Regions from separate parts of the Zea mays genome. Here region 2 is linked to region 1. A link is a contact called in public Hi-C data. All regions are on one chromosome and are shown on one strand. Each heading gives the region's core, a stretch centred on a gene start, on an enhancer-like site or on the middle of the called end of the contact. The rest is flanking DNA. Distances are from core to core; before and after follow the strand shown. Region 1 holds the start of LOC103654647 (pentatricopeptide repeat-containing protein At3g13880). Region 2 has its middle 7.2 kb from the start of LOC100284538.

The links. Hi-C and Micro-C count contacts between places; a contact is called where the count stands out from the background.
Region 2: a contact with region 1 is called in a Hi-C map of tassel, with 3 times the contacts expected there. The contact joins the enhancer-like site here to the promoter of LOC103654647 in region 1. A contact is called at or near these places in 2 of 25 Hi-C or Micro-C datasets (ear and tassel).

What each region holds. Positions count from the first base shown.
Region 1 is chr4:222,844,379-222,850,910 of Zm-B73-REFERENCE-NAM-5.0, reverse strand. LOC103654647 (pentatricopeptide repeat-containing protein At3g13880) reads right to left here and starts at 4,053. Exons shown (of 7, transcript XM_035967541.1): 1 at 2,091-4,053; 2 at 174-1,001. The coding sequence starts at 3,847. The coding sequence ends at 245.
Region 2 is chr4:222,991,971-222,998,741 of Zm-B73-REFERENCE-NAM-5.0, reverse strand. No RefSeq gene overlaps it. Among protein-coding and RNA genes, the nearest start is that of LOC100284538, 7.2 kb to the left of the region's middle. Within about 2 kb of position 2,106, at least 12 of the 20 cell types and tissues checked have an H3K27ac peak or open chromatin away from gene starts, as enhancers often do. A contact at or near this core is called in ear and tassel, where this site is marked.

The sequences.
Region 1 (6,532 bases), core at 2,804-5,303:
GAGAAATTTTGAATACAGAGTACAGACTATAACAGGCACAATGTATATCAGCATTGGAATTAAGAAAAGTAAGAACCTTTAAACTTGTTCAAAAAATAAAATATAGACAGTTTTGATTTACTTGCATGTATGTAGGGTTCCACTAAATGTCAGCTGCTAGTTGCAAACTTCACCTGTAAGAATGGTCAAGCTGTTCCAGTGACACTTAGAATATTACTCCAGAGTAGACATATATGGCTTCTGACTACCAGTAGCCTAGGCAAGAGCATGAACCTTGACTAAAATGATGAAAGCGAGTTGGATCTCTGACAATTATTTCCCTGTTTTCTCTTTCGGATAGCAACTTCAGTGTCTCATGGCTTTCCCAGGACATCTTCTGATTCTTCATAACTTTTACAGGAGCAGTGTTTGGCAAAGTAGACAATCCAAGAGCCACTGCCAACAATTCACCATGTTTGTCGATTGCATTCTCACTGACCTTTCCGCTTTTGAATCCTACCTCCCAAACATTCATGCTGCCTTGTTCAGTCTTCTGTTTCACCCTCACCAACAACTCTTCCAATCTTGTAAAACTTGCATCTTTCTGTGAGCAAGAGTTATCTCCGTCAACAAAATGATGGACAGATCCTCTAAATTCTGCCCAACTTATCCCAGACTCCTTAGTCATTCCTCGCTCTCTCATCTGGCCTCTTGTCCTCATAGCAAGTGAAATTTTCCCAGCATCCATGTACAAGTTGTACAGCATGACATAGGAACTTGCAGTAAAAGGCTCAAGCATCATTAGTTTTTCTCCTGTTTTTATACCTCTATCTTTGTCCCCATGGATTCTGCAGGCACGCAACAGTGTATGCCAAAGTACTGCATTATTTTCTAATCCATAACTTTTTATGAAATCTTCAGCATCAGCCACCTTCCCAACATGACCTAGGAGGTCAACCATGCATGCTATATGCTTCATGTCCGGGACAAAGCTGTAATGTGATACCATGCTGTCATAATTCCTGCATCACGATAGAAAAAACATGTGATCAGTTATGAACAATGTTCAGAAGTGGAAAATAAATAAAAAGAAAATGGAAGATGCATCCATTTTGTTCATTTCTGTGTAGTAGTATAGTAAATTCTGCAATTAGGACTACATGCCAAGTAGTAGACATCTAAAATTCTTCAGGGCTACAGTACAATTAGCAGCATTACATGCTAAGTGGAAACAAGTAACAGAAAAGGTATGTCAAATTCAAACCCTCCACCTTTTATATCCGGGCTTGGGACCGGCACTGGCGGTGTTACTTCAAGTCTGACGATCCTACAAGTTTTTGCAACTGGTAATTTAAATGCATGTCTCGATGTAGCTAGCATAAACAATTAATTTTCTATCTTGCAGGAGAGTGCGAAAGGGCCTCTAGCCTAGCAGTTAAGGACTTCCGAGTAGCACCTCCAAGTCCTGGGTTACATTCCTATCAGGAGCGAATTTTCAGGCTTGGTTAAAAAAATCCCCTCGCTGTGCCCCATCCGCTCTCGAGTTGTGATGTCCTGTGCGCCACCCTCCGGTTGGACCGTTGCAGAGTGGACAGTTGACGCCGGCCCGTTAGTGATGGGGGGCCAGGGTTCGGGGATTTTCTCGACCGGGACCATTGTTTCGGTCTCTTCTTATATGGAATATCGGGAGGGCGGTCTTTCTCTCCCCGGCCAAGTTTTTTTTTATCTAGCAGGAGAGTCCGACACCACCTTTTGGATGACCCTCGGGTTTTTCTTTGAGTTATGCATTTCAGCTAATGCAGCATGCCGTTTTTTATTAGTGCAGGAGAAGGATTCAGGGTCTAAGATATGGACGATGGCAGTTGTTTAGGAAGATTTTGTTCCATAATCTACTGTTGGCATTACTAACTTTCTATATACAATTCTCGAACTCCCATCTCCAACTTGTTGCATGAATTTTTTGTGTAGGTTGATGACTATGTAAAATCCCTTGTAAATTACCACAAGTATGTTACAGGTAGGCAGGAGGAAGGCAACTACTTATCTAAGAAACAAAAAATCAAGGTGATATTTTGCTCATTTAGAGAAAACAAAAATGCAATAATGCATACCTGAAACCTTCATCTATCAGTCCCTCATGGCTACAAGCAACAAGAACAGCAAGAAATGCAAACTCATTTATCATGACACCACAATCCCTCATTTTCTTAAATAGCAGTAGAGCCTCTCTTCCATGGCCATGCACTGCATAGCTCAAGATCATTTGAGACCATGAGAAAGTATCCAGGGATGGTATTCTCTCAAATGACTTTTTTGCAGCCTTAAGATCACCTGTACCCCTATACATCTCGATCTGTGAATTGCCGCATAGAGTAAACCGATCAAATCCAGATTTGACTGCATAACAGTGTATCTGTTCACATGCTATTGGCATACTTAGATCAGCACAGGCATTCATCACACATGAAATGGTGAATTGGTCAGGCTCCACTCCTGTATAACGAAGCTCTCTGAAAAAGTGTAGTGCCTTATCAGAATGTTCATTGTGCACAAATGCTCTAATCATAGAAGTCCATGTAAAAATCTCTTGTTTGGGAGTCCTATGGAAGCATCTCAGACTATCATCAACTAGACATACTTTGGAATACAAATTAATCAGTGCATTTGCAATGAACTCATCGTCTTCGAACCCAAAGAGTATAACATGGGCATGTAGTTGCCTCCAACATCGTGGCTCATTGATCAAATTGCACACTTCAAGCACGCTCTTGAATGTAAATTTGGACGGCCTTATCCTCCTACAGAGCATGTTTGAATAAATCCTGATTGCTTCCATTCTAATCTCAGGACATGGATCGTTACCTAAACGAGCAAATCCTGCTATCATGGTATTGTAAATTACCACATTCTGGCATGGAATGCAACCAAACACCTTGATGGCCTCCTCCAACCCGCCGTTCTTTGCATACATGTCCATCATGGTGCTTCCAACAAACACATCCAAGTCCAAACCGACCTTAATCACACAACCATGAAGCATCCTCCTTACATCCTCTGAATCTTCAAGCTCAGAACAAGCCTTCAGGATCCTACCCAGGGCGAAAGCATCGAGCTTCACACCTGACCGGTGCATCCAGACAAGCACACTGACCGCAACCTCTGGCCACCCCATCCGCACATACGCGGACAAGAGCAGGTTCCACGAAACCTCATCCCGCTCATCGGCTCGATCAAACGCCAGCCTCACCTCGTCAATCATCCCGCACTTGGCGTACATGTCAATCACCGAGTTAGCCACGAACGCGGTCCGTGCAAGCCCGCTGACCACAGCCAGCCCATGCGTGACACGGCCGCTCCTCCAGTCCCTGGCGCCACCGCACGCGGCCAGCACTGCGGCGTAGGTGAACCTATCCACAGCGACAGAGCCATCCCACCGCGCGCCCCGAAACGCGCCGAGCGCCAAGCTCGCGGAGCCCTGGGTGGCGTATCCGGCGATGAGCGTATTCCAGGTGACGACGTCCCGGCGCGGCATGCCGTCGAACAGCAGTCGGGCGCTCCGCGTGTCGTCGCAGCGGACGTAGGCGGCCAGCAGGTTGTTGCTCAGGAACAGACCCGGCCGGTACCCCGCGCGGATCATGTGGGAGTGGGTGAGCCTGGCCAGCGGCAGCAACCGGCCCCGCGACGCGCGCCGGAAGAGGTCCGCGTAAAGCGACGGCTCCAGGGGCGGGAAGCGGTGGCCGGCGCCGTGCGGTGGACCTTCAGCAGGTCGCAACTGAGTTGGAAGCGTAGTATGGTTTGGGTGCACGGGGTGGGTTGGGATTGGGAGAAGATGGTCCGGCTCCGGCGACCTCTGTCTCTGCGGCAGCATGGAACGCGGCGCTGCGGGAGCATGGCGGCCGCCCTCATGCAAGAGAGGGAGTTCTAGAGGGTTTAAAGCATTGACGACATTATTAGTTAGACTGATTGCAACAGTAGACTATAAATTTTTATGAATAATGATTACCCCTCTAAAAAATCCAAACCTCTAAACACTATACTTTTACAATAGTAACCTGTAAAATTCATCCTTGACTCGTCCCAAGCCAGACCCATATCAGACTCGTCCCATCGAACATGAGGTTTTTTTTTCTATTAGGGCTAGTTTGAGAACCTTAATTTTCCAAAGAATTTCTATTTTTCTATAAAAAAATGAATTAATTTTTTTTTGGAAAATAAAATTCCCTTGGAAAATTAAGGTTTCCAAACTAGCCCTTATAGATCTTATTTCAGGTAGCTTCGACACAATAGCATCTACAATTTAAGCTTCAATATAACAACAATCTCAACTGTGTCGAAATAGAATTATAAACTAATTTAGAAATATTTTTTCCTTCTCTTTTTTACTACCCGAACAGACTATATTACCCTCACTCTCTGTTTTGTTGCAGAATTACCTCGCTCTCTGCAACTATTTCCTAAGGCTTTGTTTGGTTATAGTGGGATTGAAGTGGATTGAGGTGTATTGAAGGGGATTGAAAAAAAATTAGTTCATATTACACTCCAATACACCACATACCACCTCAATCCACTTCAATATCAGATTATCCAAACAAGTCCTAAAGAGTTCTGATATCACCAATCCATCAATACAATTAAATACCTTGCGCGATTGTCACCCCTTGTCAGCATATGTCGTTCGTCCCTCTATAGTTTTTCTTATTTTCTTTTCAAGTTATCTTTCTCTCGTACGTACCCACTAAAATGAGCTCCTAGCTAGGACCCATTGCTGAAGACAATTCATTGTCAGACAACTAGACCATTACTGAAGAAATGTAACCATTCCATTCAAAGTTTATTGAGAGCAGCATACAAAATGGTCTGACATGCACACAATTTAATCTTCAGCATTGATGCTGCTACAAGACACCATGTAAGGTCTCATACGAATAAGTTTTCACAAAAAACAGTTCTCACACAAAATAAGTTTGCTTCATTAAAGTGATATGTCAGACATTTAAATTTCTCTTCGCCTTCTTTGGAGTCAACTTTCTTGGAGCTGATGTAGTGATCTCTAAAATTTGAGAGGAAGAAGCCTCCATGGTGGTGCCTTCTTCCATCAATAAAGCTAAAGGTCTGCACATGTGACAATAAATTGGTGATGTTCTCTTTTTAAGATCAGCATAATGCATAAATGGTAGATGTTAATAGTATTGTACCTTCTTGTCACTATTCCAGGACTTTCTTGCAATATTTGCTCTCGTCTATCAATTGGCCTTTCTGGAGTCGAATCTTTAGAAAGCCATCCTTTGGTAGCATTTTTTCTTGGCTTTTTCTTCCTGTGATGTTAAAAGAGTTAAAGTAAATAACACATGGATAATACAAATACAATGTGGAACAAAAGCTAAAATCTTGCCTTTTCTTGGTTCCATTTAGTAGGCACTTGTAGCTTGTTTTCCTGTGTCCCAACTCTGCACATTTAGGACACCTCACTTTGCCTCTAATCATATTTTAGTCCTCCCATTATCACTTGTACTAGCCTTTGAACCAGATTTGGAACCACCACCACTCCCACCTTCGAGGTTGTTGGGGTCTTACTCTTCCGAAGATCCTCAAAAATATGACTAACCATCTGCTTTTAGCATAACATGGATTACTACAGGGAGCTTCGACTTCAGGATGGAAGTTTTCTCCCATGGCAAAGGTATACAAGACGAAGATATAGCCCGAAGATGATAAGAATGAACGCTGAAGCTATAGCCGAAGAGTAACAGCTTCGACTTAAAATAATGATGAAGACCAAACATGATGCTGACCCGAAGAGAAAAAGACAAGCCAGTCCCTAATAATTTATGTTATAGTTATGAATAAATGTTGAGTACACAAATGTACTTTTACTCGGGCTGCGTCCTGTGTCTATAAATAGATGAACAGTAGCACCATACTGTTCATGTTGAATGGTAATCGCTCTCGCATCTTCACCTTCGAACAAGCCGAAGGTATCAATGTAATATAAATTTTGTTAATATTCATGTGTGTATTATGAAATACTCATGTGTAAGAGCCAATAGATTACATTCATTGTCTCTATGTATTTTTACCCTCATGAATCATGAAGGCTTGTTTTTCATGACCTTCGTCTGAAGATTAATATATCCGAAAGGAGGTAATACTTCGGAGGACGAAGGTCCTTAATCCTTAACAATCGTGTTGCCTTGTTCTTGACCACAACATTTGAGAACAAGTGACTAACATTAGCGCCCACCTTCGGTGAACTCAAACGACCACCTTCGTCAGGCCGCCGAAGAAGGCAATAGCGCCAGAGGCTGCCCTTCAGCCACTGGACACCAACCAAGAGACTCTCTCGCTGAGAGAAGCCCGGAGCCAGAAAAAGGAAGGCTACGAGCCCAACACCGTGGGAGGAGGAGTTAGACCAAGAAATCAGAGACCTGGAAGCCATACACCAACAAGTGCAGAGGAAGAGAGAGAAGATGCTTCGGCTAGCTGACCTTCAGAGTAAGATTGACGAAGCTCCTGAAGAAATGTGTTACATCACCTAAGATGACCAAGGACGAAG
Region 2 (6,771 bases), core at 857-3,356, 150 kb before region 1:
TGGTGGTCTATAATTTTAAGAAACACTGACAGGAACATGAAGCAATAGTTTGGACAAGACATTATTTGACCTCCAGGCACACTATGGTGGCCGACCTTTATTTCGCTATCCTGTTAATATTTGTTACGCAGACAACAATGCTAAATCTGCAAAATTTATCTAAAGTTAGTCAGATATAATCACCCCATTATATATGTACTTGTTTGACGGATCAGATGCTCTCAGCTAATTGGTATACATGCGTGTTGCCTCTTGAAATTATAGAGGAGCTAATTAAGGCTAAGCTACCAGCGGTACCTGTAATTTAGTTTCTCATCAGTAGAATTGTCCAAACTATTTATGCGTGTTGCGAGATTTTGCTGTGTGGTGAGCACAAAGTGGCATTTTTAAAGAGATAAAACGTACGGCACGCGAATTCATTGGTTTCTTAAAAAGTAAGCACTCTCTTGTTCATCAAATAACTAAAGTATTCCATATTTTTTAGCTAATTAACTAGAAGTCACAATCAGGCACATGGTGATTCGGCCTAATCTCTTTGGCTTTGGTCTGTTCCTTTCAATCGAAAAGGCTAGCTGGAACAATAATCGTCAGTAACTCCCTTGGAAGTTTGCTAGAGAAATTTCATGCGTACGTTTTCGATTCTGGATCATGCGTATATACTAAATAAGTCAAAAGTTTGTTAACTGTTCATATAATATTGTGCTGTAGTATATGTAATCTTTGCATATGCATGCATATAGTGTTAGCTGTTCATAGAAACCTTTTGATAGCTTCTACTGAGACTGATTGGACCTACGACCATTGTATATTAGAACAATATATATACAATGGTATATATTGTTTATCTGTAAGTAGCATCGCGGGTATCTTGTTCTAATCTGTCGTCGTCACACACATATCTTAGAAAGCCGCAAATGAACCAGTGTTTTATTGTATATATGGCTTCTTTCTTCACGCCGCATCTTATTTGGACATTGATACATATATATGGTTAATAAGTAAAGCTTAGCATCTAATTCGCTCGATCCTTTTAGGTTAATTTTCTGCCTTTATTTTTTCTTCTTCTCTACAAGCATTACACGTACAAACTATTTTTTTACAGTAGATATTTGTACAAGCATTACGCTTTGGTGATTATTTGTTAGTTTTTTTAACCAAATTGTACAAGAAGCATTACATGATATTTGTACGAACGCGAAAAAGATGTTCGCCACAAATTCCTGAATTGAAAATGTTAGACGCCCCAAATAATCTGTGCTTTTTATATATACATATCTGCATGGGGCACGTGTTGTGTGTACAATACATGAATTTGTATAGTAGTGGGGGTTTTTTTTTTGAGCGTGGACGAAGCATGTGGATTGAGCCCACATGCATGTCACAACAACACATGCAGGGTCCACTATATATGTACAAGCTAGACATGACGGCCGGAATAATGTGTGTGTGTGTGTCGTCGTCGTCGTCGATGGGATGATGCAGAATAGTTGCGATCGATATGGTGTACTGGAGTCTCTCGCCACACACCCTTTTTACGCCGTTCCGCTGTGCTCTAAAAGGAGGGAAGCATAGGAGGGCAAGAAGGGATGCGACGGATGCTAGCGAAAGACACACAGCACACTGTTCATTCATATCTCCTTTTTCCAGTAGGGTGAAAGCTGTTGGTGTGCGCGTCTCTCTCCCTCTCCGTGTTAGAGGTAGCAGCACGGTTAATTAAACTGATCTTACATTGCATGTCGGAAGGAGTACGTGTGTTGGGTGTCCAGTATATATATTTTACAACGCCGCATATATATGGTTATTGTTGGAGAAATATGATTCGACACACGCGTACTGTATTGATGGCTTAAAGAGAGAGAGAGGGCACATGCATGGCGCAGGACGCGGAAGCTGCAACTGCTGCATATGCGTCCAGCGTACTGTCCTCATCTTTATCGCCGTCGCTACAGTGCAGCATGCTCCCAACCCATAGGTTCTCTCTCTCTCCTCTTTTTATCTGCTTCGCTCTCACCTCGATCATGAGAGATGATGTAGAGAGAGAGAGACGACCTAGAGTCTAGCTCTCTAGAGAGAGAGAGATAGGGTGATGGTGCAGGTGCAGATGCAGATGCAGGCATGAGCGCTGCAGCTATATCTACTCCTACGAGCTAGAGCTCTAGTACTAGCCCAGCCGCTTAGTAGGGGGTTCTTCATGATGGGGAATCCTTAGCGTAGTAGATAGAGGGTAGCTAGGGTGGGGAGAAGGAGGAGAGACGGGAGAGTGAAGGAATGGCCATTGTCGCCGCGCCCTGCCGGCATGCATGGTCCCAAAAAAGGACGTTTATCGAGTTGGCGGCCGGCGCGGCGTAGACGAGTCACGTGCCGAGCGCTCGCTCGCTCGCCCAGCCGCTGCCGCCGATCGACGGGATCAAAAATCCAGGATTTTACAGAGTCTCGTCGTCGTTTATGTGCTTGCAGCTGCAGGGATGCATGGACCTTTCGCTTTCACTCGTCCCCCCGATCCATCCGCTTGGGCTCGGGCCCAGAGCTCCTGGTCAGATCGTTGTTCCCTCCTCTCCTGCAACCGGATCGTGTTCATCATCAGTGCCGAGATAGATGCCTCTGGTCCAGGATCTATATATATAGACCGGTCCATTCCATTGCTTGCCTGTTCCCTCACACAGCCTAGCTCAGTAGTAACTGTTCTTCATGGCGGCCAAGTGCGCCATAACAACCAGTACTAAATCGTCAGTACTTGTAGGACGATCGACTGGTCGAGAGAGAGAGAGAGATATTAACTGCCAATTAATTTGATAGCCTGATCGACGTGTGTACTCGAGATCTTGTGGCAGATCGACGATGAGATGGAGATATATATTGAGAGCATCGGTTCGTGCGCTTTCGTTCGCCTTCCAGGACGCGCAATATCATCATATCGGATTTGGATCCCCATTTTAGCTAGCATCGATTCACCTTTGCAGGGGTGCAGTTGTATATGACGATATTGGATGGACGTCGATCCCTACTTCCGGTTCTTTAGTTGGGGACCTACAGAGCAGGTCAGCGCGCGGTAGCTTATAGTACTTTGCCACTCCTACTTTCTTGTCTCGGACAAGCATGTATGGCTTCCGTTGCGCGTGGCGCAGGAAAGTCCGAAAGTTCATGCATGCGCGGTGCGTTCTCTCTCTATCTTTGCACGTTCATATAACTAACCGAATCTCACCTCACCTATTCCATTCATAATATGCTAAAAAAATTATGTACGCCATTTAAAATATTAAAAAATTATATGGTAAATAAATAATTATAGTAATCTTATAATCCTACTGATATACCATGATAAAATTATTTAATGTTAAAAAGACTAATTCTAAATCTCTAATAACTATTAAGAGACTACTGTAGACCACTGCGCACGGCCGCGATCCGCCCGCCCGAGCAATCCGCCAACAACCGTCGTGACCGCCGCGATCCCCGCGATCACTACCGGAATCGCGTTCTTTGCCGAGTGTCTACGACACTCGGCAAAGACTATTTTACACTCGGCAAAGGCTTTGCCGAGTGTAACACTCGGCAAAGAACACTCGGCAAAGATTTCATCGGCAAAGGGTTCTTTGCCGAGTGCTTTTTTTCGGACACTCGGCAAAGACTTTGCCGAGTGTCAAAAAGCACTCGGCAAAGAAAAACACTCGGTAAATTAAGAATCGAAAAAATAAAAAAAAAACAGCAAAACATTTTTTAAATTTTAGGAACAACTCTCTAACCCTACCCTATTACCTTACCCGTTGCCCTATCATTTTTCACTATTATTTTGAATCAAACTTATATGTTTTGTAAATGGTGAGATTCGAACTCACAACCTCTCTCTCGCGCATACCCTCCTATACCACTACACTACTACACCAATTATGTTTATATTACGTTTCCATTCCCCATGTACTATAACAAATCGAGAGTAATTTGATTATTTAAGGCACTAAATGAATTCATTTGAAAATGTGATCAACTATAAAGTTGCATAACTTTTTGAGATCTAAAAGTTTTATTTTAATAGTTTCTACATCCGAGACCGTTTATAAAATTTGAATTTTAAATTTAAAAATTTCACACGAAATTTTCAATGATAAGATGATTTCAAATCAAGAAATTGTCAACTACAAAGTTTCATTACATTTCAAGACCTACAACTTTTATTTTGGTGGTTTTTCCATCCGAGACAGTTTGAAAAATTCAAATTTCAAAATGTAAACATAGTTTTGCATAACAAGATGATTTCAAACTAAAACATTGTCAACTACAAAGTTTCATAGCTCTTCAATACCTACAACTTTCATGTTTGTGGTTTTTCCTTTCGAAGTCGTTTTCAAAATTCAAATTTTAAATTTTTTAAATTCAGACGTATTTTTCGTTGACAATATGACTTCAAATGAAAAAGTTGTCAACTATAAACTTCTATAACTTCTCAAGATCTACAAAGTTTATTTTGGTTGTTTGATAATTTGTTTATCTCAGATGATGGTTCTAACAATATGCACAAATTCTATACGTCTCTCTCGTAGTTTCATAAACTACGAGAGAGATATAGGTTTTATGAACAAATTTATTTTTATTTTGTCATATGAAGAAATGTTCAATATATAAATTGTACATCATGATGAGTTATACAAATTTGTAGTTGAAAACTTTTTCATTTGAATTATTTTACTACTTTAAAATGTGATTTTTAAATTGTCTTTGCCTAGTGTTGGAGAAAAAACACTCGGCAAAGAGCTCTTTGCCGAGTGTTGTATTTGTGACACTCGGCAAAGAGCCCTTTGCCGAGTGTCAAAAAAAGACACTCGGCAAAGAAACTCTTTGCCGAGTGTCAAAAATAAGACACTCGGCAAAGAGCTTCTTCGCCGAGTGTTTTATTTTACCGAGGGTTTTTTGCGTGGCACTCGGCAAAGAGCTCTTTGCCGAGTGCCCGAAATAAAACACTCGGCAAAGAATATGACACTCGGCAAAGAGCCAAATTCCGGTAGTGGATCCGCCCTCCCGCCCGCCCTACCTCGTGAACTTTATCTACCCTCATCCGCGAGTTGCCCTGCCCACCCTGACCTGCGCAGGCGAGCGAGCCCCCATTGAAGCGCGCCGCCTCCCCCCGCGCGTGGCGGCAGGGCTCGGTGAACGAGGCCAGCGGTCCGCGCGCGCCTGGCCGTGATGGGGCGGTGCCAGCACCGGGGCTGATGCGGAGGCCACTGCCATGTCGGACGTCTCGTCGGATCTCGGCGGCATCCGGGCGGGGCCCGTGGAGCGTGACATTGAGCAGGTGCATGCCGCTAACCCTTCTCTGGGTGGATCAAATTTTCCTCCCCCCGTCCCTAGTTCCACTGCGTGTGCAACTGAGATGAGGATTGGTACATCATCATCTATCGCTTACGTCTCCTCCCGCGTGGCGCGGATCGATTTCCCTTCCCACGAGTGGATTGAAAGATCATCATCTATCTCTACGTGCTCTCCGCCCGCGGAACTTCAGGCGAGCTCGTGCTCTTTGTGCGCCGACCTGAAATGGTGCTTGATTACAGCGGAATTCATGGGCGTTGTGTTGTTTTTCTTCTTCTTATGTGCTACAATGGAGCACAGTCTGGATATTCCAGGCCGCTATTCCCCTTTCTCTCTGAAGTTCCGGGAGCTAGAATGGGTGTTTAGAGGTCAATCTGGGACTATTATACTTCCCATTCCCTGTTTTCTGGAGCTGAGCGGATCAGTCATCAGTGGGATGCTTTGGTGAACAGAAGATTCTGTAACACCCCAGGTGTTACCAAGGGCTGGCTTCCTAATGACACATATACCTATTATCACATGTGGTTAAGACTTGGAGGAGAGGGAGCACCTAAGACCTTGGAAGCATGAGTGATTTAAGAAATGCTAAGGACCAAAGCATTACCCAAGCCTTTAGGCAATATCACCTTGGGCAAGGTAGGATTGAACCTTGGGTCCTCTCTCTTAAAGCCTTTAGTTGAGAGAAAGATCAAGCAAATGCACATTTCATAATTTAAAACTTAACCAAAGTTTAAGAGTACCAAAATGTTTACAAAAGACAGTAAAGAAACTTTACAAAAAGACCCCTATAAGACCACTAAATCAGCCCCAAGTGGAGAACACTATGGAATCACCCCCATTCCCTCTAAGTCCAAAATCAGCCCTAATCTAGAGATCAGGGGTGTTCACCTAGCTAATGACACCAAAACCCCAGGGTCTAAATAACAAAAAGGAGCCAAATTATCTAAGGAACCCCCTGGAAGAGTTTGAACCCAAGCCAAGACCGTTTGACACGAGTTGGCACCTGTTTTGTCTCGGGTTGAACAGTGCAGACAGACAATACTTGGCGCCACCATATCTTCTAAACCAGACCCGATCTTCCCTTGGAACTTACATGAACTAGGTAGCCCTAGGTGCAGGGAAGAAATCTTACACAAGCCATAGGGTGAGATTCGCACGTTTGGCTGCTCAGCAGGCGCAAGAACAAGGGCAGAAAACAACGACCACGTGTTCGACGCACTCTGGGCTCGCCAGAGCACGCCCGACGCGCGCCCCGCGTGCCCCGCGTCGCGCCAAAGCCCAGCCGGCGCCATGGCCCGCGCCAGCGCCTATAAAGCCCCCAGGGACCTTGACCGTACCCCTCCACACGCGCTCGACCTAACCGGAGCCCAAAACCACCGGCGTTTGCCCGTGCACGGCGTGCCCGCGGCCGCCCGATCCCCCTGCCACCGTAGACCGGCCAACCGGACCCTTCCCAACCCCGTCCAGCCC